Linked DNA regions of Zea mays: all the other regions are linked to region 1. The links are chromatin contacts, called in public Hi-C maps. All regions are on one chromosome and are shown on one strand. The core of a region is the stretch at or near the end of the contact, and the rest is flanking DNA. Distances in the headings are between cores, read along the strand shown.

Region 1 (7,725 bases), core at 2,838-5,337:
GATATTATGCTTAGCGTATGCATGTGTGCTAGATTTCAATCCGATCCAAGGGAATGTCACGTTGTGGCCGTTAAGCGGATTCTTAGATATTTAGTTGCTACGCCTTGCTTCGAGATCTGGTATCCAAAGGGGTCTACTTTTGACTTGATTGGATATTCAGACTCCGATTATGCTGGATGCAAGGTTGATAGGAAGAGTACATCAGGGACGTGCCAATTCCTAGGAAGGTCCCTGGTGTCTTGGAGTTCTAAGAAACAAACCTCCGTTGCCCTATCCACCACTGAGGCCGAGTATGTTGCCACAGGACAGTGTTGCGCGCAACTACTTTGGATAAGGCAAACCCTCCTGGACTTTGGCTACAATCTGAGCAAAGTCCCACTCCTATGTGACAATAAGAGTGCAATCCGCATGGTGGATAATCCTGTTGAACACAGCCGCACTAAGCACATAGACATCCGGCATCACTTTTTGAGAGACCACTAGCAAAAGGGAGATATCCAAGTGTTCTATATTAGCACCGAGAACCAGCTAGTCGATATCTTTACTAAGCCTTTAGATGAGAAAACCTTTTGCAGGCTGCGTAGTGAGCTAAATGTCTTGGATTCGCGTAACTTGGATTGATTTATAGCATACATGTGTTTTATGCCTTTGATCATGTTACTTTATGCATTTATGATATTTGTTGTTTATTTATGGTGCTTAAGTTGTGCAAGGGATCCCCGGACCTCACAAGTCCATGTGTGAGTGATGCACATATTTAGGGGGAGAAGTGCTACAACTTGACCCTTTGAGACTAACATTTGTGTTGAGTTTACTTAATGTAGTCTCAAAGGTGAATTGAAAGGGAAAGGTGAACTTGGACCATGCAAATACTTCCACTGCACTCCGGTATTAGTGTACTCACCTCCAAGTTCATTCTTAAGCTCCTATTGCCTTTTTGCTCTTAATTGACATTTTTGGTGAGGCAATGGGGTTAAAGGGCCAATAATGATCCCGTTTTGGTGCTTAATGCCAAAGGGGGAGAAATTAAGGCCAAAGCAAATGGGTCAGCTACCACTTGAGGAATTTTGAAAATAGTAGAGTTAGAACTTTTGATTTGTCAAAATACTCTTATTGCAAAAACTTGGCCTCTTATGGGGGAAAATTTTAATTATGGGAAAAAGGGGAGTTTTTGGATCTTGTTCACTTTCACTTTTGGAATATCTCTCTTTATTCCCAAACAAGTGAGTTTGACTTAGCGATAGAAAAATGAATTTGATTTGCAAAAACAAACCAAGTGGTGGCAAAGAATGATCCAAATATGCCAAATTAGAGTAAAAACAATTTGGTCTTCAATTTGAATCGATGTTGCATGTTTTGCATTGCTTTTTGATGTGTTGGCATAAATCACCAAAAAGGGGGAGAATGAAAGGGAAATGTGCCCTTGGGCCATTTCTATAATGTTTTGGTGATTAAGTGTCCAACACATAGTGAATGAGATATTGTGTGCCAAACAAGCAAAAAGGTGCAAACCTTGTAGCGAGGTACGTTTCTAGACTTAGTACATTGTTTTGAGTACTAAAGTATTTTGTCTAAGTGCCAGAAACAGACAAAAGAAGAAAAGGAAAAAGATGCAAAAGACTTGGCTCGGTGCAGCCAAATCTTTGCTAAGTCTGGCACACCGGACTGTCCGGTGGTGCACCGGACAGTGTCCAGCGCGCCAGGCTGGACTTCGATGAATAGGCCGCTCTCGGGAGAATTTGGCGGCGTACGACTATAATTCACCGGACTGTCCGGTAGTGCACCAGACTGTTCGGTGAGCCAACGGCCGCCAGCGCAACGGTCGGCCGTGCAATCCACGGGCGACGCGTGGCTCGCGCCAACGGTCGGCAGGGGGTACCGGACAGTGTCCGGTGCGCCAACTGCCACGGCGCTGCAACTGTCATCTGCGCCAAATTAGGAAGGAGATCCGCACTGGGCATGCTACAGTGACTGTCCGGTGGTGCACCGGACTGTCCGGTGCACCACCCGACAGAAGGCAACTTTGGCCTTCCTTGTTGGCCTCCAACGGCTCCTAGCTTCCTTGGGGCTATAAAAGGGACCCCTAGGCACATGGAGGAGTCACCGAAGCACACTCTAAGCACTCCAAGACTTCTAGTCCTCACATTCACGCAATCGTTCATCGTTCTTGAGATTGGAGCACTTTTCGAGTTGCAAACTCCCTGCGTGTGTTTTTTGTTCTCATCTTCTCACTTGTGTGCGTGTTTGCGGTGTGGATTTAATTCTAGTGTGTGTTGCTCTTTCCAACCTTACTCCGTGCTTTCTTTGTGATCAATCTTGTAAGGGCGAGAGGCTCTAACTTGTGGAGATTCCTCGCAAACGGGAAGAAAACTATAAGGAAGAATATCGTGGTATTCAAGTTGATCATCGGATCACTTGAAAGGGGTTGAGTGCAACGCTCGTCCATTGGGATGCCACAACGTGGAGGTAGGGAAGTGTTATACTTGGCCGAACCATGGGATAAACCACTATGTCACTTGTGTTGTCTTTCTCTGTGATTATTGTGATTCGCAAGAGCTCGCTCTATAGCCACTTGGTTCTATTGCACTAACATCTTTATAACCAAGCTTGTGGCTATTTAGTATTGAATTTTACAGGATCACCTATTCACCCCCCTCTAGGTGCTCTCACGCGTGAGACGTCCTTGAATATCGGGGCGGATTAGGGATAAGTCGGCAAGATTGTAGGAAGATCAGTTCAGTCGGTTCATTATTATTTAGGATATACATAATCACCACGTACGCATGTAGTGCTCAACGGTCGAGTATATAAGGCCTATAGGGTACCCCATCATTTCCATCGACCATCTACCTATCTCATTAGCTTTTCTTCATCCCGGAGATTTCCCTTGTAACCTACCACATAAAGATCCACACCAGGAAGTAGGGTATTACGCCTCTCCAAGTGGCCCGAACCTGCAAAAAATTGTTGGCATTTATCGTGCGTCTCGCACGAACCATTGGGTTACACTCAACAACATTGTCCTACCTAAAAGCACCGCGAGGGGTAACCATGGGTGTGCGGTCAGACTCTAAACACCGACAGTACATGAATAAACCCATTGGATTTCTATTTGAACCCATTAACAAACCCATAGGTAAAGAAATGAAGCCCAAACTCATGTCCTAATAGAGTAAAAACCCATCGGATTTCGGGTAGAAGGTACCCATTGCTATCTCTAGTTGTGATCTTCCCACCTCAGTCTGACTTAGCTGGGTAAGGCCCCATTGGTAGGGCTCCTTCAAGGGCTCTTTCAATGGCTTCTTGAAAAAAATATACCAAATGATAGGTTCTTCCTAGAAAAGAGGGATAAGCTCCTCCAAGAAAAACACCAGGAGTCGGGAGCTAGAAAAAGAAGCTTCTATCGGCTCCTCTTCCATGTTTTCTCTTTGCCGGCACTACATCGTAGGAGAAGCTACATGAAGGGCTATATTTTCAACCAAACATGATGCTTTTTCTATAGCTTTTCTTTAAAATAAGTAGTGAGCTATTTTCTTAAAGAAGTCAGAGCCAGAACGACATCTAGCATAGAAAGAGGCCTACTAAACGGGGCCTAAGTTGAGCCACACACACCAATCAGGCCCATAAGACCATCTCCAGCAGCTTACCTATACTCATACCTATATTCAAACCACACTCTATAAACAATGTAATCTACAATGTAAAACGATGCAAAACGGTGTTTTTAGTGACCATATAGGTGCAATGTACATTAGTTCACCTATATGGTCACAAAAACACATTTTGCATTATTTTATACTGTAGATTGTATTGTTTGTAGAGTGTAGTTTGAATATAAGTATGAGTAAGGTGTTGGGATGGTCTAATATCCGCTTTGGCATCTTACCATCTGTATTTTGCTGAAATTCAGACATCGCAATCTGGGCTTGCAAAGAGGAACGGCCCAGCCCAACACGTGAGTCTCTCGAAACTGGGTCAACAGGCAGCCCAAAACTCCAACCCAACTCGATTCCTCAGTCGCCGAGCAAGCCATTCCTGATCCCGCCCCAACCCCAATCGACAAACGCCGCCCCTTCTCGTCTCGACCTCTCCCCACCGGCTAACCCTAGCAGCGGCACGCGGGCGACGGCGACCAGTAGAGGGCTAGTCGCGCCACCGGCGAAGGGATTCAGCGGTCTACCCGTCCTCCGACACAGGCGCGGCGGCGTCCTGCAGGTACCTCCATCTTTTTCTCCCCATGCATCTCTAGCCTGTTCCCTCTCGCGCGAGGCAGCGTGCCCGCTGCCACTGTATCTCCCTCTCTCTCGCCCTCGCGCTCGCGCATTAGCAGATGCCTCACTCACTCTTCTCTGACGCCGCTGGCATGCCCTACTCCCTTCTCTCACTCTGTTTTACAGTTTAGCCCTAATCCTGGTGTGCTGTGTCGGGTTGCTTTTTTCTTGTGCAAACTGTGCGTCTTTGGTTGCAGATCTCTAATTTTCTTTGTTAACGAATTGACGCACACCTCTCCTGCATATTCTCGCGAAAAGATCAGTTTTTGAACGCCGCATAAAAAGAGGTGTACGCTAACATTCACAAATGTTAAATCGTTAGGGATACCTACACCCCTCAGGCATAAAATAGTATGAGTTAGTTTTTTGCCATCTTCTGTATGAAACGATATGTTTAACATTCACAAATGTTAAATCGTTAGGGATACCTACAGCCCTCACCCCTCAGGCATAAAATAGTATGCGTTAGTTTTTTACCATCTTCTGTATGAAACGATATGTTTCAAAATATGTACTAATACTATAAAAGTTAGAAATCCAGCGACTAGGCTGATTGTGAGGCTGATTTCGTGTGATCATTAGTCATTACAAGGTGGGTTGACTGAACAGAGGTTACTTAGGGTGGTATGTTTCTTATTTGCTTTGTTATTGGATGCTAATATCGTTTAACTCAACTGAACCCAAAATCGATCCTGGATCAGTCAAATCTGGCTGTTTTGAACAATTGGCTTGGCAGTATTCAAAGAACTCAGGCACAAGAAATTCAGAATTGCAAATTTACTACAGCATAAAGGGAAAAAACATAGGTCAGCATCTACTAGCGATTTTTTTTTGTTCTTAGGATTAGCAGTGGATGCCAACTGCCCAGTGAGACACAGTTTTTTGGCCCCTGTTTTTTCTGCTTATAATCGCCATACTGTTTTTTTTGCATTCTTGTTCATGGTAGCTCAAAGTTCTGAAGCGTCAATCCGAAGAATAAAAAATAATTGAAGCTTTTGGTGGGACTCTCGCTTTTTTTCAGCGCTATCCGATTATAAGTGGAAAAACAGGGCCTTGGTGTGAAGGGGGATTTTAGGTAGTGTTTGGTTCAAGAATATAGCAGGACGGAGTCATTCTATTTCAGTGGTGAGGTTGTTTGGTTCAATTCTAAGTAGAATAGAGCCACTCCAATTTAAGAATATTCCTTGTAGATGCTGCATCTGGTGGCTCCGCAAAATCGACCGAACCTAACGGCTCCTGAACGCCTCGCTTCTCACTGGTTCCTTGCTCAGTGTGTGGCAATGAAGAAAGGCATAAGGGAGGTTCGGATGAACAGTGATAAATAGTGCACTTTAATCCTTTTCTCTCTCTTTTTTTAGAAAATCAGCTGGTTGTTTGAAGTTTCATAGAAATTCACACTTAAATAGAAAGTTCTGTTTTGTTGAACTCTAGAACCAAACATAGGATAGAGCCGCTCCGTTCTACTTCACCTTGAAACCAAACAAAAAATAGAGCGACTCTATTCTAACTGCCAAACACAGAACAGAGTCATTCTATCCTTAAAATCCGGAACAGAGCCGCTCCGTCCAAATAGGCTCTAGAACCAAACATTACCTTATAGATTCATTACACATGCTAGTTTGTAGGGTTGGTCTTCTTTCCGCTCACTGTCAAATTGAGAAATTCAGAAAAACACACCTGTGTAATTTATGTGAATTCTATCTTTGCTGAGTGCATTTACTATCACTTAGAGTTATCATGCTTTATCCAGTGACTAACAAAGAACTATGTTCCCCCAACAAAAAAGGCAAATATGGTCCATTGTTCTGCTCTGGTTAGCTTTATAAGTTCGACACTGTTTTTCTTTATTTGACCTTTTCCTTGCTGTGTAGTGGAAACAACATGTACTTGTTGTCTTTCAATACCTGTTCTTCAACTGACAGTATATTACCCTGTGTCATTCCAGATTATTATTGGTTTGTTGCAAAATGTCTACGGAAGCGACTTTGAACAATTCTGGTGGTTCTGAATCTGCATTGCTGTTACTGGAACAGCTTGCTGAAGTTTTTGGAAAGTTAAAAACTCACACCGAAACATTTCTGCATTTGCAAAATGGCATAAAATGGGAAGATATTGAAGGGCATTTCCTCAGCCTTGATGAGTCGTACAGAAGCAAGTTTGATGAACTGGTAGAGAAGGAGAAGGCATTAGAAGAAAAGAAAGCTGAAGCTTGTAGGTTGATTGCAGAGAAAGAGGCTAAAGTTTCTACAAAAGAGCATGCCTCACTGAATCAGCTTCAGGAGCTAAGGGATGCTGCTGTCTCTTCTCTAGCAGAGGTTCGACAAAAATATAAGGTGGAGCTTGCTGAGATACTTGAAGCAAGTGGAAGCAAAGACAAAAAGGTAAGTACCTCAATCAATGACAACAATGCATCTCGTGCTTCAGAGGAGAATACCCCTGCTAGTGGGTCGGGTGAGGCATCTGAAGCTTTACCTGTTGAGACTAAGCCGCGCCCTGTATTGAAGCAACTTTGTGAACAGATGGACACCAAAGGCCTTCTGAAATTTCTTTCAGAAAACTGTAGAAAACTTGCTAGCTTTCGTGATGAACTTTCTGTTGCACTAAAATGTGCAACTGATCCTGCACGCTTCGTACTTAATTCCCTGGAGGGTTTCTTCCCACCAGACCAAACTAATTCACCTGGGAGTAAACATAATGCCCTTGAGGTCCAGCGCAAGAGCTGCATTCTTTTAATGGAAGCTATAGCACCTGCACTAGGGATGAAGGAGCCTGGTGGCGACGACCCTTGGAGCTCTGAAATTAAGGAGCAAGCCAAGGAAATTGCCGAAGAGTGGAAGAGTAAGTTAGCTGAGATTGACCTGGATGCTTCTAATGGCTATTCATTGGAGGCACAGGCTTTCCTGCAGCTTCTTACAACTTTTAATGTTGATTCGGTGCTTGACGAAGATGAACTATGCAAGATCGTAGTTGCTGTCTCTCGTCGCAAGCAGACTGCTGTATCCTGTCGCTCTCTTGGTCTTAATGAGAAAGTACCAGGTTGGTATCCACCCAGAATGCCACAAGGCATTCTAATCCCTTCATTTGTCAGGCTGCTGATGTTCATTGTCACTAAGCCCCCAAACCATCTAGGGAACTAAACTTCTTTACTGTTTTGTTCAAGTGCAAAGCATGGAGTGACTGCATGAAATTAGTGTTTTAAGTTTTTCTATTGACATTTTATGTTCCTAGGTATCATTGAGGAGTTGGTTAAGCGGCACAGGCAAATTGATGCAGTTCATTTCATACAAGCTTTTGGGCTTTCGGAGACATTCCCCCCTGCACCTCTGCTGAAGACATATGTTGAGGAACAAAAGGATACAATTGAAAATAATGGCGATGCAACTGCGATCTCATTAACGGTTTGTTTATTTTCTCATTTTTGTGATTTTGATGCGACTGTCTAGTGGCATCATAG
Region 2 (7,725 bases), core at 1,312-3,811, 230 kb after region 1:
AATACATGTGGGTTGGGGTGAATATTAGAGTACTCAGACAAAGCATGAGGCGACAAGCTAACAAGTGACGAGGAGGTAAGGTGGCACTGGTAGCGGGCGAGTTAGGTCGTCCAACTGATCATTCGATGACCGAAGGAGCGAGCGAACCGTGAGTGAGCTAGCGCTTGAGGAAGGAATCGAACGACTCAGGTAAGGAGTGGGATGAGCAGTGGAGGGTCGAGAAAAATTAGATCAAAGTCTAGTTTTTATTAAATTGGTCCAACTTACTATATAAAAATTTGATTATTTTATTGTATATCTAAACTTAGGTATAAAAGATTACAAAAAATTGAGGTGGGGCCATGGCCCCCATTGCCCCACCCCTGGATACGCCCCTGGATGTTAGGGTTTTATAGTCGTGAAATGCGGCTCAGGCGAACGACGTGTCTTGATCTGCCGGTCCCACCTATTTATTTATAGCGCAGTGTGACGGGCCCCACCAACCATGTAAGGTTAAGCGCCCACGATCACGGCGCGGATCAAAGGCCTAAGATGGCCGCTGGCTGATCGTGGTGGACATCAGTCCAACATTCTTCCCCTTCACCTATTTATTGTGAGCATGTTGTACTGCTTGATTATTATCACAGTATAATGTTAGTGTTTTATGTATGATGTCAACCACCTTTAAACTGGTTATGAACTGCTCTAACCATTTCACCTGCCCCGAGGCCTCATAACAAGCTACAAACTCGATATATATTATGGACGATGTAGTCATGGTTTGTTTTGAGGTTTTCCATGAAATAACTTTTCCTGTGAGAGTAAACACATATCTTGACATGGAATTTCTATCATCTACTGCATAGTTAGAATATGAGTACCCCACTATTTAGAATGAATATGTTATTCTATATGTCATCATGAGGCCTTTCACGCCTTACAAATATTGTAAGACTTTCTTTACCAATTCTCATTGTTCATTCTCTAGATTACTTTGAAATCTGTCAAGCAACTCGGTAACAAAGGCTAAGTCAGGGCACGTACACACTTGAGCATATTGTAGGCTTCCCACGACAGAAGCATAAATAACCACTTTCATTTGATTGAGCTACTACTGGTTCCTGAGGCATTGAAAATCCCCATATCTATCACCTTGGCTATCAGTGCAGGTGATGCACTACATTTGTGCATACGGAATTTCTTTAAAACCTATTCTATGTATGACTTTTATGACAGTCCTAATACCCTCTTTTGTTCTATATCGATGAATTTTTATGACAAAAATAAAGCACGCTTTATCAAGGTATTTCGTGTCAAATTTTGAGGACAAAAACTTCTTTGTTAGACTAACATCACTACTGGCAAGTAAGATATCATCCACATACAGGAATACAAAAGATATACTTTCCATTCTTAAACTTTATACACAATTGTTCTTAACATTTTCTTTAAATGAGGTGGGGTCATCCCCCCACTTGTAGTTCTTAAGTGTTATACACCTCATTATCATTAGAAATAACTAATCTTCTAACTATTTGAGGCCTTCTTGGGGCCTCTACATTTGCGGCATCTACTATTTGAGGATGTTCTATAGGATCTTGAAGGATAGACTCCTCATGCTCATTCATTTTCGCCAAAGCAGAATTGACAATATGTGTTGTCACTACAGTGTCTTGCACTATTGGTGGAACAAGAGCAGGTAGTTCAAAAATTGGATCCTGGATGACCGTATATAATTATATATGGACAATAGGATATAAATATATTCCATATAATTTATACTGGTCTAATTGATATGTGTCTAAATTAGGACTATAAGAATGGAATCAATTTAAAGGATCGAAATTGGCCTTAGAGTATACGAAGTCTATAGTTCTTAAAAAACAAAAGCGTAAACATGGCAGGCCACTGACTATAAAAATATTTATAAATATAATATGTTAAACTGAGAATCTAATCTCTCAATAGTTCAGTCAGAAGAACTTGCTTAGTACGGATACAAACAAAGCTACAGTTGGTCACCGATCAAAAACAACCCGGAAGATTTTCTAGTCTAGGCTGCATCATCTAACTTTTTTATACAAAACCCTAACAAATAATACCAGCAAAGCCGTCTTAATTCCGATTCCATTCGGTCCGAGCAGCAAACGGGCCAACGGGCCCAGCTCCCGCCAGTCCTATCTGGGCCTCGGACGCCGCTGCATCCCGACGCGTGCGTGTCCGCTGCACCGACTGCCCCAACTAACGCGGCTCCGCCTCCTACAACAAACCATAGTTGGTGCCCCGCCCCGCACAGGCACAGGCACAGCACGAACACAACTCATCGGCCCATCGACCCACGTGAACGCGTGCCACCAACAGGCGCGGGCGCCCGTACCCTCCACATGGTCCCGCGGGCCCACCGCCAGTTGTGAAATGCCGCCGCGGCATCTCCCGCCGCTTCTCCTGGCTGGCCTCCCCCTTCGCTTTCTTTCCCTGCCGGCTGCCGCTGCTATTTATCCCCCCTCTCTCTGCACCCGTCTCTGCCACTCCAACCGCCGAGCCAGAAGCACCCGGAGCAGCGCACAGCAACAGAGCACACGCCGCACACCGCCGCCTCCGCAGCAGCAGCAATGGCGCGCGCCGGCGCTCTCTGCCTGGTGCTGCTCTGCCTCGTGGCCGCGCACTCAGCCGCAGCGCAGAAGTCCACGACAGCCCCGGCCGCCGCGCCGGCCGCCGCCACCACCCCGCCGGCGACCCCGACCAAGAAGTCGCCCGCGCCCGCCGCCGCGCCGCCCACCACCCCAGCCACCCTGGCCCCGGCCGCCGCGCCGCCCACCACGCCGGCCACCCCCGCGCCCGTCGCTGCGGCGCCCACTACCCCGGCCACCCTGGCACCCGCCGCGGCGCCGCCCAAGTCCGCCCCCAAGGCGTCCCCTCCCGCCCCGTCGCCCAAGGCCAAGGCCACCCCGCCGGTGGCCGAGCTGCCGCCCGCCGCCTCGCCTCCCGCCCCCGCCCCCGCCTCCCCGCCCACCAAGCCCGCCGAGGTCCCCGCGCCCGCGCCGTCCAAGAAGAAGAAGAAGCCCTCCTCGTCGTCCAAGAACAAGAAGAAGAAGTCCAAGGCCCCGGCTCCAGCCCCCGTCGCCGAGGCACCCACCAGCACCAAGCGCTCCAAGGCTAAGGCACCTTCGGCCAGCGAAGCCGACGCACCCGGCCCGGTCGGCGATGGCGTGGCCGCCGACACCGCGGTACGTGTGTCTGCTCTGCTTTTTCCAATTTCCATTTGAACCCCATTGCGATTGCGTGCCTGAATTACGATTCCGTGCTCTCATCAAACAACAACTGCTCTGCTCGTTTTGCTTTGATGTTATTAAAGAGCGAAAATTAACACCGTTGTTAGAATGGCACCAAACCACATCTGACCGTGTCGTTATTCTACGGCCACACTCATCAATTCTTTATCTGAGAATGAATGCGCACTCACGCTCAATCGATTTGACAATTGATTGTCTTGTATTGTATGGTACGAGCAGCAGCACCTAACCTGTGAGCCGTGACCATAATGAGCGCGTGAATTATATAGTAGATCCGATCTGCACCGACATGTCGGGCAGGGACGCATGTGCTTTCAGCGCATCGCGTCACGGACATTGTTAAATAATGCGGCATTTTGAGGCTGTCACCATTTAAGTATTACTTGCATCATGTACTGTACAGCACGTACGTCGTACAGTGCAAAATGGGATTCACACAGTGCGTGTATGTGTACTACAGTACAGAGCCAGTAAATAACCCTGCATTCTGGAAGCATCTTTGCACACTAAAATAACAGCCAGCACTAATCAACCACCATCAAACTATTATTAGGTACTTGTAGGCCCCCATGTGCACAGAAAGTCAGGCAACAATGCAAGTAGTATACAAATAGTAGTACTACTACTACTGCTACAGGCGCAAGGGTAGAACTGTTGTAGTATACAGCTGTACTGTTAGCTACAGACACTGCTACAGGGCAGGGTCACGTGACATGGCTACGTTGCTGACTGACGAGGGCCTCGTTCTTGGTGAACCTGCAGGGCGCTGGAAGGACCGTGGCAGGCGGAATCATGGCGGCCGCGCTGGGCCTCGTGGCCCTGCTCGCCTAGGCACGGGCGCGCGAGCGGGTGGCGCCTGCACGGCCGCACCGCACCGCCGGGACGGACGACGACAGGAATTGGTGACGCGGATGCAGCCGGTGCGCGGCGCCGCGCTGTATTCTTGGCCGGTGTAGTTGTAGTGCAGTACCACTCACGTTCGGTGGCGGGTGGTACGTGCGGTGCGGACGTACCACCGTCGCCTCGGATTCTTTCTCTTCTATCTTCCTTTTGTTTTTTTTTTGCTGTACTATATTGCGACCCCATTGAGATGCTTTATTTTATATATTTATTTTATTGCCGTTGTTTGTATGGTCCCCATCCATGCATGAGCCACACACACGACTTTGTTCATGTGTCCCTGTCCTGAGCGCCCTGGCACCCCGCTGGCAAGATGGATGCGTTTGTTGGGATGTGCCTGTTGTTGATTGGCGTTGCCTTTTTTGCTTTGCTTGTTTGGACGAGACACTGTAGCTACATGTCGCGATGCTCGCTCGCGGTCGGGGCTACGGAATGCATCTGCCATATTGCGCCTTTGCGGCCAAATAACACTGATCTGATCCACCTACCGCTTGGTGGCAGATGTTGCTATCTACAGCGCCGGCGCGTGTGATGAAGCAGCTGGTACTACGTATACTTCGCCATTATTCCCTACTTGTTTCTGAACGCGTACACGGTACACCGGTTCCTCTCTTGCAAAACATCATCGAGGCACTTAAAACGGGTGATGTGAGCGAGTCGGTGACTGGGACGAATTTGGAGAAAACCAATAATAAAAGCCGAATAGCTGGCGTAACAGGCGTGTATTCCAAGCCTCTTCGTGCGCCGCACCATACCAAATCATACGAGAACGATGGCGTGCACAACGGGCCAGCGCCGACGGTTGTCACCACGCCACACGACGCGTGTCATATCATATACAATACTAATACTCCCTCCGTTTCTTTTTATTAGTCGCTGGATAGTGTAATTTTGCACTATCCAGCGACTAATAAAAAGAAACGGAGGTAGTATATTTCTGCTCTACGAGTCTACAGTGACTTTTCACCTACTACTACTACGCGCAACCAACCGAACGCAGCTGTCGTAGCGCCGTCTATGCACGCACGGTGCGAGGAGAGGCGTGTGTAGGTGCACCCCATTTACGTCGGCCGAAATGGAAACCCGTGGGCCGCCATTGTCGACACTGATCGATTCACGCGGTCCTCGGCTGCAACTTGGATCGGATCCAGCTCCATTTGTTCAGGACGTCCGTCCGAGCAGCTCCCCCCTGGCACATCGGATCCATGCGAATCCCGCCCGTGACAGTACCACGAACGCCGGGATCCCCACCCACCCTGCGCTGGACTCCGCGACGCTACCTGCAGTCTGCAGATAGATAATAGTACTCCGCGCTTACTTTACCAGCTGATCAGATGGATGCTTGGTTCTCGTCTCTCCGGCCCTTCCTTCCTGTGCGCGCGTTCCTTCTGTCACGGGAGCCATACACAAAATCATTGATGGCCCGACCACCGGTGTCGGCGCCTCGTTAACAAATCGTTCGAGGCGACCATTATTGTTCATCCGCCGCGACGAAGAGGGGATGTGTGTGCAGCTCCAGTAACTTGGCAGCCTGCAACCGTATCCCGTCATCAGCATCCACCAGCGTGGACCAAAACAACTCTAGTTGCTTATTATCGGTCGCGTTTCACTGAGATGCTTCGTTGCTTTCTGAAAATTCCCTAGCCAAAAAAAAAGATGGCACCCCAGAAAGCTGGAACCCAGCAGCAGATCTCATGATTCCAGAGGGGTAGATGCCCAACACCATGGAATTCGAGCGCCATCATCTGAGACGGCAACAAAGATGCCCCCCTAGACAACCTATACTGTTTAATACTAGGCACCAGCAGGGAGCTAGGGGCAGCACAAGCCAGCACGCAATGGACAGCGCGGCACTGCATGATCCAGGACTACCTTTCGGTTGCAATTGCGCACGCAAAGCAAACCGAAGCATGGGCCGCGTTAAAAAAACTTACCAGCAGAAAAAACGTCTGAACACTTTCATGCTTGCCAACTACTAAATCCGTTCTTGAATCTAGTTCATTTTTAAACTAAACCGCGATAAATAAAAAAGAATTGGAGGGACTACATCACTTGTCTTTCGTTCGAGATGCACGCAAAAGTTGATCGGAACGATCGAGCACTATTGCAAAAGTAAGGAACACATGATCCGGTACATCGACATTAACTGAGTCACTGTAATCTGTATTACCAACTACATACGTACCTGCCGCAAAAAAAAGTTGATGTCCTCAACTCCTCATCCGATATACTGACTGCACACCACGCGAATGTAAGTGAAACGTTGGTGTAACGGCCGGTAAATAAACCAACTTCATCTTGCTCATGTTAAGGTCAATCCAAAGTACACGAGATTCTTCGGGGACAGGGGGGAGTAATAAGTACAATGTACACGAGATGGAACGTGTACAATGAATGCTGACCTGAAAAAGAAATAACTATGCACAGGCATGGAAAGAAAGCAAGGCTAGACAAAAACAAAGAAGCAACGCAGCCTACTCACACAACTTAGAACAGCACGGGAAACGATACCTAATGCCTACCTGCCTTGTCACCGTATGCGAATGGCCAATCAACCGCTCAAGCTAAAACTATACATGCAATGCAACACCCAAGAGCAAAACAGTATACAATTTTGCGATGTGCCAGCTGATGGAAGATGCGGACGGTGTGCTCTCACTCAGATTTCACGGTAACCATACTGGCACCAGCTGGCAATATGGAAACCAACTATCGTCCCAAACGGGATCCTCGGCAACAAGGATGAAAATATTCGAGAAACCATTTAAAAAAATGAAGAAAATCGTAATACAAGGATAACACCAAGAAAAACGAAACAACGGACTTCCAATGAGTACAGTGTATAAAATCAGAACACAATAGTGCCGAACCTCTTACCTTGACTTCGCACAGGTTCATGGCTTCTTGCGCTTGCGCCTACAAACCAATGTGCATCTTTTTAAAATGATGCATTGCCACTTATCTTTGGGAACAACATATTCATGCTGTGTTTACACGGAGCTCCCATGGAAAAGAATCAACCTTCGCATGCAATAGATATGAAGAAAAATACCACCACATGTTAATAGAATAAATCATGCAGACCTAATAATGATAGTTCAGACAATCCCACAAATGAAAACACAGATCTACAGCAAAGTCAACTCAAAGGTTAAGTGGTGCAGTCCCCCAATCCATACATTAACTAAAGATGTGCGGAACTTTCAAAGTAGAAAATATAAATGTTGTAAGCATGCCACTGTATAGTTCAAACACTATCAGTCTATCACTAATAAAAACGGTCTATCTTGGAGCAGACAAGGCATATGCTATTCAATATTCATATAAGAGAATAACTCTAGACCATGATTTAAGATACTGTAAGTTGTAACAAGGTACTCCATAGGGTCATGCAGATCTCACTTTTTGAGGAGCCGCCAAACCATTTTATGTGTGAACAAATATGCATACAAAAGTACTAATATTCATGATGAAGCATCATGATGTAGATTGTGGAAAGTACTTTCATGAGAAACTTATTTGAAGATACAATCATTGATACAATTTTCTACAT
Region 3 (7,725 bases), core at 2,578-5,077, 160 kb before region 1:
ACGACGGGGCCAATGCCACCGACGCGAGCCCACCGGCCGGCGCGCCGCTCGACGTGCGGGCAAGGAAGTGGTGGCGGTTCCCGGCGACGGAAGGCCTCGTCACGGGCAGCGAGCGGAGGGTGCCCAACTCGTCGGACCCCCTCCACAACCGCTGAAGCGCCTGTGTCAGCCGCCTGCCATTCGTGCTGCTTCCACCTCTGCTGTTAGTTATACATACGGTACCTCTGGTCGCATGCTTTTTGGCTGCACAATGTGGCTTGGTATTCAGACTTCAGAGAATTTAATTGCGTATACGAGAGTAAATGTAGCTGATTTTGGTCTAGCTGGTTTGCCGTTTCGAGCGCTTGTAAACACAAATTCGTCGGCAGTTTACACCGTGCCGTGTGTATATAAATTTCCTGAAGTCTGTGTCTTCGCTCAGTTCACAAGAGTTTCAAGATTCTATGTATGTGAATCCCTGTTTTTTTCAGTTCCTCTTGTAATCTGAACTAACCAAGTTAATCATATGACTGGAGTTCAGAAGACTTCAGTTCCCCACACCCGAGTGGAGGAATGAGCTTCCTTTTTTCTTCTTTTCCCGTTCGGTTTCTGCCAAAATTTGATACGGCTCGTCGACTCGTCTTATATATGGTAAAAAAAAAGGTGGGGAAAAAAGGAAACTTGGGCCGTGGACCCACCTGTCAGCCTCCATACGAAGCCCCCTCCGCCGTCCTCTGCGTCAAAACGTCGAAAAGCTAGCTAGCGCAATGCCCGCCGCCACCAGCGTCTCCCTCGCCGTCGCCGACGCCGTCTGGGCGGAGATCAGATCCGCTGGCCGGGCATCCGACGAGCACCTATCCATGTAAGTTACTTCAGACCGCTCGTCCCACGCGGTGCTGTATCCGCTCTCCCCGGGCATGATACTCTCGAGTCTCGAGTCCTTGACATGCTCTCGCTCTCCGCAGCCTCGAGACGCTGTTCGGAAAGAACATGCTGCGGGCCTGCAAGATCGTCGACGAGCGCGGCGTCAGGCGCGTCACCGGCGCGCCCAGTGGCCGCTCGGTCTTTCTGGTAAGGTCTCCCCAGCTCCCCTCCTCGTCTTCTGATTCCCCCGGATGTCTCGTGTTCCTGCCAAACTAACGAACAACCTGTCTGATCGTTGCGTATGTCTGTGCTGCAGGTGATGGGGGAGTCGAAGAGGAAGGAGGAGTACCTTTGCTTCCCGGAGCACCTCTGCACGTGCTACTCATTCTTCTACGACGTCGTCGGGCGTGGCGAGCAGCTGAGCGTAAGTCCCCTTACTGCAGCTACCGCATCTTGAACAAGAAAATTCTAGCTGTGCAAACCTTGGGAAAGTCTAGATGGAGTAGCATTTGTCAGCTTTTAGCTCGTTGCTACTGAAACAGTAGATGAATTTTGGGATATTGTTTTGGTGTTCGCAGTGTAAGCACCAGTTAGCTGCACGGCTTGCAGAGGCTGTGGGAGAGCACCAGGAGGTTGAAGTGAAAGATGAGGAGCTCGCAAATATGCTTGTAATTCTATGAAGCTTTGATTACTTCAGTAATGCACATAACATTTATGAATTGTATCTTCTCCTTACCCGGCCACTCTGATAGTCTGATGCACGTGACTGGAGTCACGCACACAGACTACAATAGGGAAATGATGTGCCGGAACCCATGGTAGAATCAGCTCAATATCATAATCCTTTTTGTATGCATGGTCCTTAAAACTATTGATGAATTGAGATGACTGGTTTGTTCATTCACTATTGAGACAGTGTCATATACTTCTGTGTATTATATCCTCTTCTGAAAGTATAATGTTATTTCTCTAGTCTCAATGTGGTCTTGCTGTAGCAATGCTTTAGTGACAGGGGGGAGAAGATATAATAGCGCACAATGAGATTTGTTCGAAAAATCCAAGATTTTTCCAACTTGAAGATGTTGGCACTTGTGCCTCATATGGATAGATATATTCCACAATAAGTAATACTGAATTGAATTCTACAGGATGGCATCAGGATGACAGCTAATGCATTGAGATATTGAATACCTTTGGTTTAGTGTCTTGAGAACTGAAATCCTTAGTCTGCCATATTTTAACATGTTCAAGATAGCTCCAAATTTGCTAAGTATTGCATTTATAACAATACCTTCTAATTTTGATTGTTGTTATGAACTGTTTTGAGTTTTCTTTTGGTAGCAAATGTACTGAATTCCATAACACTGCTGCTAACTTTATGTGTTTGTAACTAGTACCTTTAGCACCGGTGGATTTCTAAGGGGATAGCATTTCAGAGAACTGTGTAACTTGTGTTTCCATGAAATTGGTTTCTGATCCCACAGTCAACACCTTAGAGGCTTACCCAAAAGTTTCTCTACATGTAATCTTTTGAAGAGCTGCAGTGGAGATCTTGTCATTGCGTTGTTGTGCTCTTATTTGCAATTCTGTTTAATCATGATGTGATAGTCATATTATCTCTCTTGTCAAGTATTTACCATTGCCTCACCTTCTTATGCTTTCATTAAAGATTCATTGCTACGCATTTCCTTTTCAACTGAAAAAGAATGGGTTCTTGTTCTTTCCATGTGTACTTTTATTGATATGTCAATTTGTTACCACTCTTTTTCATATTCTTTCACATTACTTTGCACGGATTCATTTATATGTAAAGAGTCCATGGCTCTTAGTCTCTTATCTTATGTCTGTGTGATACCTGTACTTTGATGAAACAATTTCAGGTCATATCATTTTATTACAATCTTGTATTTGTAAGTAGTACCTGCTTTGAAGGTCTCAATGTATAATCATGTATTTGTAAGTCTGTTCGCTTGCTTTAATCCATACCGGCTTCTACTACTTCTATAGTGTTTTGTCTCTATGAATTGCAGCTGCACCAGTCCGAACTGCATGAGTAAGACTTAACAACATGTGAATCTTTGTTATTTGTAAAGAAGCAAATGACTTGAATATGGTTTGTCTTGTGAAACAATCTTAACCAATGAAACAAAATGTATGATTTTCGAACTGGAGTAGTTATCACAAAAATGCAGAGTAACTAATAAACATTTATTTTCGTCCTTCTTTCAACCTGCTACAAGTAACGTAAGAGCAGATAAAGTGCAGCCGTTGGGGGGGGGGGGGGGGGAGGGGGGAGGCATAGCCTATATTTGTTCACCGAACAGAAATTATGAAAAAGATGACACGACTCAGAAAATGGTTACATATGATGACCTACTTCTTATTACAGTTTAATTTACAAGCGCAGGGTTAGGTCAAGATTTTTCTCCATTTGCTTCTTGGACTCATCTGAACTTGCTGTGAAGCTCCCTGGCCATACTAACCCTCCAGGTTCTTCAACTGCAAAAGGCATCCATCCACTCATTTGGCCTCCGTCGAATCTTGCTACGGCAACCGCAGCTCTTTCACCATGACCCTTCAGAATCGTGGAGTGCGAGTTCACTCTCAAAGGTTGGAGAAAGGAAGCGGATGGAGGAAGGCCCATCATCATCTGAAGTCTGTATGTCCTTCTTGCTGCACACCTCTCCCTCTTGTGCGCATTCTGGTGCCCACCGAGAGCCTGCGAACTGAAAAACTTTCTCATGCAGTAGTTGCAGGAGAAAGTCCTATGTGGAGTGGCCACTGGTTTCGCCTCTTGAGGCTTGACTTCTTCACTTTTTGGCGCATCAAGACCCAACTTCAGCCACGGTACTGTGGTACTCTCATCAGCTAGACCAGCTTGGTTAACTTGGTCTGCTGACTTCTGCTCTTCCACTCCAGGTACTCTCTCCATTGCTGTGTTTAGAGAGGGTTTTCTGAAGTTTGTGTTGTCGTGCCTCCCCCTGCTTTGCTATTGCTATAAAAAGAAGCAGGGGTCTGCGGGCAGCAATAATTCAGCAGAAAAGGCGAGCCATCGGTACTTTGAAGTGGACCAGAGGATATGCTAGCTTCAGTAGTGGCAAACATGTTGGTCCTTGTTATTCTTCGAGATGGTATACCTGTCATCAGTACTCAGTAGTGACCGGCTTCAACAAACTTCAGTTTCCTGTCCAGCTCACTCCCTATCAGGTTCGCACCTGCTCTAGATAGTAGCGTTATACATTTCTATCAGGTACAGTCCTGAAACCTCATGCAGGGGAGCTACTGCTCACATTTATAATTTGTATTTGTCGAGATAGGTATAGGAATATATACTGAAAAATAAGTCTTAGGGCTAGTTTGGGAACCCCATTTTCGCAAGGGAATTCTATTTTACCAAGGTAAATTAGTTTATTTTCTCTTGGAAAAATATGAATCCCTTGTGAAAATGGAGTTCCAAACTAGCCCTTATAAGTTTTCTCGCTTTTTTTTACATGTTTCTTTCAGGAAATCTTCTAGTTTCTAGCAAGGCAATAATACACAAGGTTGCTAGATTTGAAAAGTGCTTCTACGCCTTGGAATGCCAAAGTTTTCTGTTGCCCTCTTATTTTTAAAATGGTTTTTATTTTGCATCATGTAGACTTTATTCGGAAGAAATATCAAGTTTTAGGTGGACTGAAGCAACTTCTTTCGAGGTGATTCGAATAGCTGACCCGTAGTGTAGCATGCTTTACTGAGAGGTGCTATGGACTATCAGTGCTTTGTCAGTCATCTTTGAACTTATCTCAACTCTCACTCATGCTCTTCTTTTGTCTCTTGAGGCTCAGGCACGGACGCTTGGCATTATTTAACAATAAAGCCTTAGCTCAGCCTTCTCAAACTGCACCACCAGTCCACCACATGAGTGGATTTCAGATGACTTCAAGCAAGTGCCGTTGCCACTTGTTTCTAGCCAAAGCCTACGTGCCATTGGCATTGGACAAACTCTTGAGGTAAAGAACGGAAGCTTTCTGCTGGGAAGCAAAGCAAGTGGGTGACGCACTCAAAGCGCAAATGATTATGCTTTTTTTTTCTTCCTGTGCAGCTGGATACGGCGTCTTCTTTTAACTGTTCGCATTGGCCTTTTAGCGGGAGAGACAACCGAAACTATATTCTGATCTGATGGAGGAACCCTACGAGAAAGACACACACCTGCTGCTCTCTTTGGGACTTGTCTGTCAGAGAAAAAATCATGCCGGATGGTGCTGATATGCCCCTAGTGGAATGGTGACTCGGACCCCCGCGGGGGCTCGATCCGGACGAGGCGGCGGCAAGGAAGCAGCACGCCTTGTCTATCGGCAGCCAGCAGTGGGCAGGTAACGATTGTCATCTAAATATCATTTGGAGCGTCATTTGCAGCAAAATCGATTTATGTTTTCACTTTTGAACACTTTTCCTATCTCCAAATAGTCATTCTCGTTTTCTAGCGAGAAACCTAAAAAAAAAGATGCTCATATTTAGATAGCCAACTTAAAAGGTTGAGGGCATTTTTCACCAAAAATCTCTATTTGTCTCGTAGAGTTACTCTTGCACACAAGAACCTTCGCCTCTGCAGTTGTGCTCATTCATCCTCGTCCCGTTACACAGTGGCCATAGTGCTGAGGCGATGTCGATCCGTCACCAGTGCTGAGCATAGTTTTGTTCCGTCTGCTCTTTCGCGCATCATCTCGGTGTGCTGTTCCAAGTTCCGTGATTTTTGTTCCGATCTGCTGTCAGCCTCCCACATGCGTACCTTCCTGTTCCTCTGCTTTGTGAGCCATCCCGCGACCTATTTGCCTGATGAAACTGAGGTGTACTATCATGGAGTGAAATTGTTGGTTGGGCCAATCAGAAACGATGGTGATCAGTGTTAAGTAACCCTAGTTAGGGTTATGTGGGCAAATATCTGCTTTGCCCCTGAGGGGTCTCACATCTCTATATAAGGAACATGTACACCCCTTCATAATAGAGAGATCAGAAAGAGGCCAGAGGCCCAACCCTATATCCTGTGTCTTGTGTGTTCCTCTGTCGTGCTTATGGGAAGGGAGACGGGTCTTCTACAACTTCTCGCGCCTCTACTACTGACGGGAGGGAAGGGAGCGGATCTGGTGATCCGTGGTAACGTAGTTCTCAACACGTTATCAGCACGCTCTACCTCAACGTTGCTGCGAGATCAGATCTGCATCAACTCTTCGTCAAGCCGGCAGGTCCTCCGGCCTAGCCGAACTGTCCCACGCGACAGACTTCAATTCCTCCTCTACGCAATCGAGCGAGTGGTATGCTTAAATTGGATATACTATTCTTGATCTACCGATGTACACGCGTTGTGATCCATGCGCCAAGAACTTGTCGTCACCGTCGTTGTGCTGTGTTTGCTCCGGGCCACGCCCACGCCGGAAGCGTCCGCATCGGAGCCTCGCCGGAGAGGCTGCGCCAGCACCCTGGCAAGCGTCGTGCTGGAAGCGGCTGCTCCACGCCGCATCGTTGACTGCCTGGCCTATAGCCTGCTGGGTCGCGTGCTCCACTGCTCCTCCCACCAAATCGAGAGAGGTTGAGAGCAGTTGAATCTTTGCACTGTGCCATGTTCGCACTGAATGGGCGGTTCTTGGATGGTGCACAACCGCTCCTCCAAATTTCTTGCGTGGACGATTGCATGCGGATTGCATGCGGAACGATTAGCACGCTGATCCGTTTTTCCAGTAGACAAAGGAGACGTGCGGTTAATATTTTTTTCTATAAAAAAAGTGACCGGCTATTGACCCGCTCGCCTCGTTTTCTGCCGTCCATTCCGCCACACCAAAAAAAACTTGCATGCCACCAGCCTGCATGCACCATGCAGTGTGCAGAAAGGGAAAAAAGTCACAACGAAACGCACAACATCTCCTAAAACTAGATGTTGTTGGTGCATTATTCAACTTTGGTGTAATTTTAATTTATATACATGCTCATGTTATTTATTTTATTTATTTCCTGTTGCAAATAACAAATAGAATTAAGCATGTTTTCTACCGCAATTTCTATTTTCAATTAATTATTTCCCGCAATAAATAATTAGTAGAAAAAGACATGCTCGGATATAGGAAAAATGCTTTCATGCACTTGATCTGCTTATGCATTAAATTCCAGTATTATTTGTCTGCTTTATTTCTCGTAGTAGATAATTAGCAGAAATTATTAAAATGTGTGAAGGATATAGTGCGCATACTCAAATCGCTCTGAATATTTGTGTTGTTTTGAGTTTTTTTGACTCATGTTGAGCGGTTAAATTGTATAGTGGGTACTCGGACGTACCGATGATATTGCGTTATTAATCGGCTGTATTTTGGCATTGGCTAAGCATTTACTGCGTCATGTGATTGCTATGTCACACTCTCGTTTAAATCAGACCGCTCCCGTTGAGTCGGACCGCAATCGCCGAGTCATGTATTTTTCTCATGCCCTGTAGGCACTGTCTGTCAGCCGTGATCATCGGAGCCACAATTGCGCCTGTTGCGCACGTTGCGTGGATTTATCGTGTACCCTAATTACCGAGCCACAATTGCGTCTATTGTGCTTGTTACGAAGGCTTGTTGTGTTGTCGTAGCCCTGATGACCGCACACGCATTGACGTCAGATACGCTAGAGCTTGTACTCGCGTGGATTATGGTGGGTTATTCGAGCCCCTTAAGTCACATTATTTTGCAACCTTCGTAAACAATTTTGTTTGGCTCTATATTTTGTTTGATTGTGTTGTGTGGCATCGTATATTTATATATGTCGCCAAGTGGCCACAACAACTATATTAAATCTGGGAAATTAATTCGAAATACAATGAAACACAGATAAGTTAAATCTCTGCTCTCTCCTCGTGCATAAAGTTTTACCCGA
Region 4 (7,725 bases), core at 3,790-6,289, 140 kb after region 1:
TTTCCATTCCCCACTTCAGTGGTCACTACTGCAGAAAAGAAAGCTCTAGCCTTTTTTGGGACTTGTATTTGAAGTCCAGACCAGGGCCGAGAGTGGTCAGTCTTTTGTAACCAAAGCCACCTTAGTCGAAGTGCCCAACATAATTCTGGAAGACTAGAAATACCAAGCCCTCCAAGCTTTAGGGGGCGACAGACTTTTCCCCAGGCAACAAGACAGTGGCCACCTCTAGCTTCTTTGCGACCTCTCCATAGAAAACCTCTTCTGATTTTATCAATAGCTTCCAAACCCCACTGTGGGATATCCACTGCCATTGCTAAGTATACCGTCATGCTAGTAAGAACATGCTGAACTTGCACTCTTCTTCCAGCCCGTGTCATTAAGTCAGCCTTCCAATTAGGAAGCTGATCAGCTATCTTATCCACAAAAGGTTGGAACTGTTGCTTTGTCAACTTGTGTAAGGATAAAGGGAGCCCCAAATAACGACACGGAAAGGTTGAGATTTCACATGGCATCAGGGTCTGGACTTCGAGCAGCACCTCCTCAGAGCATCTAATAGGATACACATTTGACTTTTGCACATTATTGTGTAGCCCCGAGGCATCTCCAAACAGTTGAAGAATGCTAAGAGTGAGGTCTATATCTGTCAGTGCTGGGCATAAGAAAAGGACCACATCATCGGCATACACGGAGACTCGATGGAGCTTTTTTGTACTAGAAAGTTGCTGCAGCAAACCATCATTTTCTGCCTTGGAGAACATGTAGACAAGGACATCCATAACTAAAATGAATAGCATAGAGGAGAGGGGGTCTCCCTGCCGAAGTCCCCTGCGATGCTTAATATGATGACCTGGAAATCCATTTAAAAGAATCTGAGTAGAGGAGGTAGCCAGAAGCCCACAAATCAAATCCCTCCAAATCTGTCCAAAACCCAACTTCTTCATTACCTCAATCAAAAAAGGCCAAGAGACAGAATCGAAAGCTTTTGTAATATCTAATTTCAACAGCAGGCTGGCCTTGTTTTGCTGATGCAGCAACCTGGCGGTTTGTTGAACCAACATGAAATTGTCCTGAATGAATCTCCCTTTTATAAATGCGCTCTGATTAGGTGACACCATCACGTTAAGCTTGCTGGCCAATCTGTTAGCAAGGATTTTGGTGACCAACTTGGCAAAACTGTGCACCAAACTGATAGGCCTGAAATCTTTAATATTGTCAACTCCGTCTTTTTTGGGGATCAATGTGATATAGGCTGTATTCAGGCGCCCAAAATTGTTAAATTTCCTACCCCAAACAGCCGAGATGGCTGCCATAATATCATTCTTGATAATTGTCCAGCAAGCCTTGTAGAACCTTCCTGTGAATCCATCAGGGCCAGGAGCCTTATCTGAGGGAAGACATTTGATGGCATCCCAAACTTCCTGCTCTGAAATGGGGGCTTCCAGATCGGTCAGATCAAAACTGGGCATTCCAAGAGCCTCTAACTCAATTGCCCGTATCCTGTCCATACTGTTCCCCAATAGATTGGTGTAGAATTGGTCCACACAGGCAACTTTCTCCTCATGGCTGGTTAGGTTTTGATCCCCATCAACAAGACATGCCACAAAATTTTTTCTTTTACGGTGACGGGCGTGAAGGTGGAATAACTTTGTATTAGCATCTCCATCTTTGAGCCATGAAATCCTTGCTCTCAGCCTTGCAATAGTTCTCTTGCAAGATGATAAAAGTAATGCCTGTTTCTTGAGTCTGAGTTTGAGCCAGCATTCAGCAGGGCTGAGCACTCTACCATCCTGCGCTATTTCCAGCTTATGGAGGATTTCTTTAGCAAGGGCAAGTTGGGACCTCACGTGCCCGATCTGCTTTTCGCTCCAGGCCTGCAAGCTTTTTGCAGTTCCTTGAAATTTCATTTCCAGGGATTTAAAAGGACATGTAGCTGTCTCAATAGAGTTCCATGTAGCAAGGACAATATCCTGAAACCCCTCAAGCTTGGTCCAGAAGGATTCAAAGTGGAAACGCCTTTTTCCGGATTTATTATCCCTAAGCCCCAGGAGTAAAGGACAATGATCTGAATCTTGTGAGGCAGTACTCTGAAGAAGAACATTGGGGAAGAGCAATTCCCAATCTACTGAACAGAACACTCTTCTGAAAGCATAGATGGAATCACAACATCTGACTGGCATAGATGGACAAGCTTAGTCTTCGCTATGAGAGACACAAATACCATGCTAAAGGAAACAAGCAAGCTAGTATTATTTATTTATCCATTCTACATTTCAGATAACCTGGCATATTTAGCTTTCTTTATTTTATTTTTGTTATGTTTATGTAGTTGTTTGCAAAACTTGAGCCTACAGATAACAGATGTAGCTTTCTCTGTAACGGTAGCCGTGGTTGAAAACTAAAATGATTTAGGATATAGAACTCTCTCTCTCTCTCTCTCTCTTCCATAATGGTGAAGAAAACTGTGAATCTGTTGTTACTATGTGCCTGTCTACAATTTCTTTTGGTTGCTATGAGGCCTGTTTATTTAAATATTGTTTCTTTGGCTATCACAATTCTCTGAATGATAGGTTCTTGATTTATTCAAAGGCTGTAGTAAAAATAGTATTTCTATTACAGGATCATGACAACACTTTATTATTTTATGCATTTAGAAACTTAGCCATTTTGAGTAGCTAAGTAATGATCTTAATGGCAGGCATCATTGTTCGTAATACACTTGTGACCTATGACCGTCACAATGAAAAGATTGGCTTTTGGAAAACTAACTGTTCAGAGATGTGGGAGAGACTACATATCGGTGATGCTCCTTCACCAGCCCCTTCAAGTGACACAATTTCAAAAACTGATTTGTCACCTGCTCCTTCCCCTAGTAGCTTGCCAGGTTTGTGCCTAAATATTTTATTTTCTATTAGTTTCACATGTATTATATGATGAATGACAAAACATGGATATTAGTTATATATATTCACTTGTAATTATCAGTTAAGCATCTTTTTTGTTTTGATCTGCTTTATTGGCAGCTGTTTTGGTACTTATGAATATGAAGCTTGATAGGGCTTTAGTTTTATATTAAATGAGGCAAACAATCAACCTGCCTCTCTGAAAGGTCCTTTAAGCTTCAATTCAACCCATGCTTCACTCAAATTTTGTTACCTACTTAGTTCTTTGAGTTTGATGGTACATTCACCAGTCTTTATGGCTTGCACAATAACCTGGTCCAGATTTTATATGCATATAGTGATTTTGTTAATAACCAGCCTATCACTGTAAGCTAAAGCAACAAGTAAATATTTTCTTAGTTGTTTTTTTTTCAACAATAGCACACTTTATTTTTATGTACTTTACATAAACATTACTGTTATGGATATGATCATTCGGCTGTGCCAATGCCCTCTTGGTTTACAGTACTGATAGCCATGATTATCATACTTGTTGATCTTTGGCTTGCAGAGTTTGATGTTGGTCTCATCACCGTTGATATGTCCATAAATGTCACTTACCCAAATCTGAAACCTCATCTCCATGAGCTGGCTGAGCTGATAGCTAAAGAGCTGGAGATTGACTCTCGTCAGGTATTAAGAATTAGAAGTATGCAACAACTTGGTTGCGCTAGTTATGCAATTGGTTCTTCTTGTAAGATTGTGAAGTGCTTGATGTATTGCATAGGAGAAGGTTACATATATAGAGAGACCTACGGAACCCTAACCCTAATGGGTCGGCAGCCCAACAGCGGTGCTAGCCCATCTACGGATACATATAGGAACACACACTCTAACATCTCCCGCAGTCACTAACGATGAGACTGGAGCAGAAGCCGAAAGTAGGACCCGACGGGTTGACCCCCCTCCCCCCCGACGCAGTCGCAGCGTCGTGAGGGTGCGAGTGTTGCGGCTGGAGTAGGGACCGGTGTGCACTCCATGTGGATGATAGCCCCTGGATGTCGAGGTAGCCAAAGTCGGGAGACACACAGTGGCAGCCTCGTTCTTCTTAGGGGTCGACGTTCAAGCGTCAACAATCGGGGCGACGCAACAAAAGAACACCAGCAGGCCAAGGACCTTCTTGCTTCTTCTCGTCCGATCGTCGAGGAGCCCCGCCAAGGAGACCGGCGGTAGCGCATGCGTCTACGTCGGTCAGGGTGGCCGCGCCCGCGGTAGAATACGGATCCGGTCGGGAAGGCCACATAGTGACGGATCCAGCCATTAAGACGACGATCCGGCCAAAGGGACAACGGATCCAGCCGGGAAGGCCACAACAACATGGATCCGACCGCGACAACGATAAAACCAACGATGGCGGCGATGAAGGGGAGGGCGACGGGGCGGGTCCAGCCGGGCAGGGGCCTATGTCGGACCTGGCAAGGGATACGGCGCCGGCGCCGGGAGAGCCTTGAAGGAGAGGAAGGCGCTGCGAGGCGTCTCAGGCGAGGGCAGACAACAACCACAGGGACAGAGCAGAACGCCGCCAGCTAGCGACCATGTGGGGAAGGCTTGCTGGAGGAGGGGGCCGCCATGACCACGTCGGGGCTGGGCCCACGCTGGAGAGAGCAGAGGTGGCGCGCAGGGGCGGGGGGGGGGGGGGGGTGCGCAGGGGGAGGATGTCGTAGGTGAGGAGGCTGGTGATGTGGGAGAGCACGCCGGCAACGCGCCCGTTATGGGCGCTTGCCGGCCAGGGGGCACGCTGGCAGGGACCGCTACTCGCCGGAGTTGGGCGGTGCGGGCGCGGCGCGGTCCGGCGGCGTAGATCCGAGGTCAGACGACATTGGCAGCGCGGATCCGGACGCCAGCAACAGGAAGCGCGGCCAGGGGGCGGTGGCGCAGTCTGGCCGGAGGGGAGCGACACGGCCACGTCGGCGAATGGGAGAAGGGCCACGCCGCCGCTGGTGGTAGGCGCGACGGCCTGGGGGAACGGCGCTGTCGCGAGGGGGAGCTCGGACTTGAGAAAGCAGGGGGAGTCGGAGTTGAGGGAGGGCGCGTCCATGGTGGCCGGCGACCATGCATCCCGGTGAGGGGCTCTAGCAGGGGGAGGAAGACACCATGAGAGACTGCTGCGCGAGCTCAAGGGAGCAGGGACGCCCTGTTGCTGGTGGTGAAGGGGTCTGTGGGGAGGTATCCTCTGCACTTGTTGAACCAGGGAAGGGGAAGGAGATGGCTGGTGGCGTGTGGGATGGGGGCTGCCCCCGGGAGTGATGGAGGAGCCTCCCGGGGACGGCGCCGCGGAAGCCGGTGGCCGACGACCTGTGCTTGGGTGGTCGACGGCTATGGGAGGGAAGGGTGAAAACCTAGCCTTTTAATACCATGTAAGATTGTGAAGTGCTTGATGTATTGCATAGGAGAAGGTTACATTACATATATATAGAGACCCAAGGAACCCTAACCCTAATGGGCTGGCAGCCTAGCAGCGGTGCCAGCCCCGTCTACGGATAGTCGGATACATATAGGAACACACACTCTAACACTTCTCAGTCAAGATTGAAGAACATCTGTGTTTGTATTCTACATTCATTTACTTCAGCCTGCACTATCACATAGTTGTTTTTATATTGCTTCAATATGGTTTGGCTGACGCTGCTATTTAATTTGACAGGTTCGAGTTATGAATATTACGAGCCAAGGAAATTCTACTCTGATTAAATGGGGTATTTTTCCAGCAGGATCTGATAATGCTATGTCCAACGCAACAGCGATGGTAGCATATATTCTTGAACCATTATAACTATTTCGGGCTCAGTTTTTTTCACTTATTAATTTATTATATTGATTTATGCCAGGGTATCATCTATCGGTTAACTCAGCATCATGTTCAGTTGCCTGAAAATCTTGGCAATTATCAATTGCTCGAGTGGAATGTGCAGCCCTTGTCAAGAAGGTGAGGACTGTTTATTTTTTCTCAAATACGTAGGAGAGCTATGTATCATTGTATTATAAGGATAAGAAAAATAGATGAGGGGCATAAGCCCACTCAGAAACAGGAACCAGAAACACACACACAAACACCAACACAACACCAATCACAACACCACGCCCAGGACACTCAAACCCGCCTGAGAACACACTTAAAACAACTCAATGGAAAAACTCCTCCCTTCTCTCAACCTGGATCAAAGGAAAAACTCCCTTCCAATGCCAATAGTGGTAGTTACTGCAGACTGAAAGTGGGCTCTAGCTTTTGTGGAAATATTGAGGTTTGAGCCAGCCCAAGGTTTAGAGGGCTCCGTCTTCTAGAGCCACAACCATCTCAACTGCAGAGCCCAATTTATAGTGAGGAGGTCAGGAACGCCCAGACCTCCAAGCTCCACGGGTCTAACAATTTTATCCCAAGCGATAAGACAGTTACCCCCTCTAGCCTCCCTTATGCCTTTCCATAAAAAACTCCTTATTTTGTCAATAGCTTTGATACACCATTTAGGGACATTGAGCGCTATGAGTAACCATTAGGAAATTGTCATGAATATATCTGCCACGTATGAAGGATAGGGGCGGACCTAGGGGTGTTTTAGATAGGCCTCCGACTACCATGAAATTTGATCAAAAAACAAACTAGTACTCAACGTTTAGATCCAAAGAAACAAATTTATTCAACTTGTAACTTAATTTGATGACTTAAATCATTATGTGACATTTTGTTTATTTTCTAACCATGTATCGAACTGATGGAAACTAAATATATGTGGTACCGAATTATCCGCGGTGTTAAATGTCAACATTTTTTTGTCATCGACTACCCTAGGTTCAAATCCTGGGTCCGCCACAGATGAAGGCACTTTGATTTGTGCTGACCAATTTGTCTATTTGGGGTGCCAGCCTATTAGCAAGAATATTTGTGAGAAGCTTAGCGAAGTTGTTCACCAGGCTAATAGGCCTAAAGTCCCCAAGGTGTGCAACTATAGCCTGCTTGGGAATGAGAGTGAGGTATGCTGAATTAAGATGCCACAGCCTACCAGGGGACCCATGTTGGATTAACAAGATGGCGGCCAAGATGTCCCACTTGATAATATTCCAGCACAACTTGTAGAAGCAGTTGGACTGGGAAACCCTAACCCTAACTAGGGTTGGGACTAGTATATATCAATAGATGTTGGGCTTGGCCCATTACAAAAGGGTGTGACAGTAATTACAAAGGGGCTAACCCCTAAACCCTAAACGGGTACTCTAACACCCTCCGCATTCTGAACTTTATCTTGTACAGATGTTGAGACTGGATTGAAAATCGGTACACTCGACTGTAGCCCCTTGGTGAAGATGTCGGCGAACTGTAGCATAGTGGGGACGCTGAGAACTCGAATGTCACCGGCAGTGACACGCTCGCGGATGAAGTGTGGGTCGATCTCCACGTGCTTCGTGCACTGATGCTGCACGGGATTGGTGGAGAGGTAGACCACGCTGACGTTGTCGCAGTAGACGAGGGTGGCGCGCTGAAGGGGGTTGTCAAGCTCTTGGGGCAGCTAGCGCAGCCAGGAGGCCTCTGCCACGCCGTTGGCCACAACACGGTACTCGGTCTCTGCGCTAGAGTGGGAGATGATGGGCTGCCGCTTGGCGGCCCAGGAGACGAGGTTGGCACCCAAGAACACGACATATCTGGAATTGGACCAGCGCGTGTTGGGACAACCAACCCAATTAGCGTCGGTGTAGACCACATGCTCCGACGTCGGGGAGGGTCGGAATAGAAGGCCGTAGTCGAGGGAGCCGTGGAGGTAGCACAAGATTCGCTTCAGAGCGCTGAGATGGG

Evidence for each region. Hi-C and Micro-C count contacts between places; a contact is called where the count stands out from the background.
Region 2: a Hi-C map of leaf shows a contact between it and region 1, with 8 times the contacts expected there. The contact joins the promoter of LOC100281910 here to the promoter of LOC100274738 in region 1. A contact is called at or near these places in 2 of 25 Hi-C or Micro-C datasets (ear and leaf).
Region 3: a contact with region 1 is called in a Hi-C map of endosperm, with 3 times the contacts expected there. The contact joins the promoter of LOC100285472 here to the promoter of LOC100274738 in region 1. A contact is called at or near these places in 11 of 25 Hi-C or Micro-C datasets (bundle sheath, ear, endosperm and 5 more).
Region 4: a contact with region 1 is called in a Hi-C map of ear, with 3 times the contacts expected there. The contact joins the enhancer-like site here to the promoter of LOC100274738 in region 1. A contact is called at or near these places in 9 of 25 Hi-C or Micro-C datasets (ear, endosperm, leaf and 1 more) and 1 of 3 datasets of contacts at active chromatin or transcription factors (seedling).

The regions. Positions count from the first base shown.
Region 1 is chr7:171,626,474-171,634,198 of Zm-B73-REFERENCE-NAM-5.0, reverse strand. LOC100274738 reads left to right here and starts at 4,087. Exons shown (of 4, transcript NM_001148289.1): 1 at 4,087-4,215; 2 at 6,217-7,307; 3 at 7,500-7,669. The coding sequence starts at 6,239.
Region 2 is chr7:171,395,138-171,402,862 of Zm-B73-REFERENCE-NAM-5.0, reverse strand. It overlaps LOC100281910, which reads left to right and starts at 2,561. Exons shown (of 2, transcript NM_001154829.2): 1 at 2,561-3,206; 2 at 4,035-4,334. The coding sequence starts at 2,592. The coding sequence ends at 4,103. It overlaps LOC103633383 (pentatricopeptide repeat-containing protein), which reads right to left. Exons shown (of 4, transcript XM_035961142.1): 2 at 7,050-7,193; 3 at 6,358-6,574; 4 at 4,326-5,703.
Region 3 is chr7:171,790,159-171,797,883 of Zm-B73-REFERENCE-NAM-5.0, reverse strand. LOC100285472 (zinc finger protein 7) reads right to left here and starts at 3,827. Exons shown (of 1, transcript NM_001369289.2): 1 at 3,034-3,827. The coding sequence starts at 3,775. The coding sequence ends at 3,239. LOC103633386 reads left to right here and starts at 3,131. Exons shown (of 7, transcript NM_001369288.1): 1 at 3,131-3,502; 2 at 3,591-3,690; 3 at 3,763-4,050; 4 at 4,481-4,580; 5 at 4,668-4,832; 6 at 4,925-5,195; 7 at 5,399-5,858. The coding sequence starts at 5,104. The coding sequence ends at 5,732. LOC100277790 reads left to right here and starts at 693. Exons shown (of 4, transcript NM_001151270.2): 1 at 693-841; 2 at 945-1,050; 3 at 1,160-1,267; 4 at 1,422-1,815. The coding sequence starts at 747. The coding sequence ends at 1,523. It overlaps LOC111138522, which reads left to right. Exons shown (of 1, transcript NM_001355468.1): 1 at 1-469. The coding sequence ends at 155.
Region 4 is chr7:171,484,500-171,492,224 of Zm-B73-REFERENCE-NAM-5.0, reverse strand. LOC103634374 (aspartic proteinase CDR1) reads left to right here. Exons shown (of 12, transcript XM_020540885.2): 8 at 2,696-2,881; 9 at 3,451-3,572; 10 at 5,584-5,685; 11 at 5,768-5,865. Among protein-coding and RNA genes, the nearest start is that of LOC103633384, 18 kb to the right of the region's middle. Within about 2 kb of position 5,039, at least 6 of the 20 cell types and tissues checked have an H3K27ac peak or open chromatin away from gene starts, as enhancers often do. A contact at or near this core is called in ear, where this site is marked.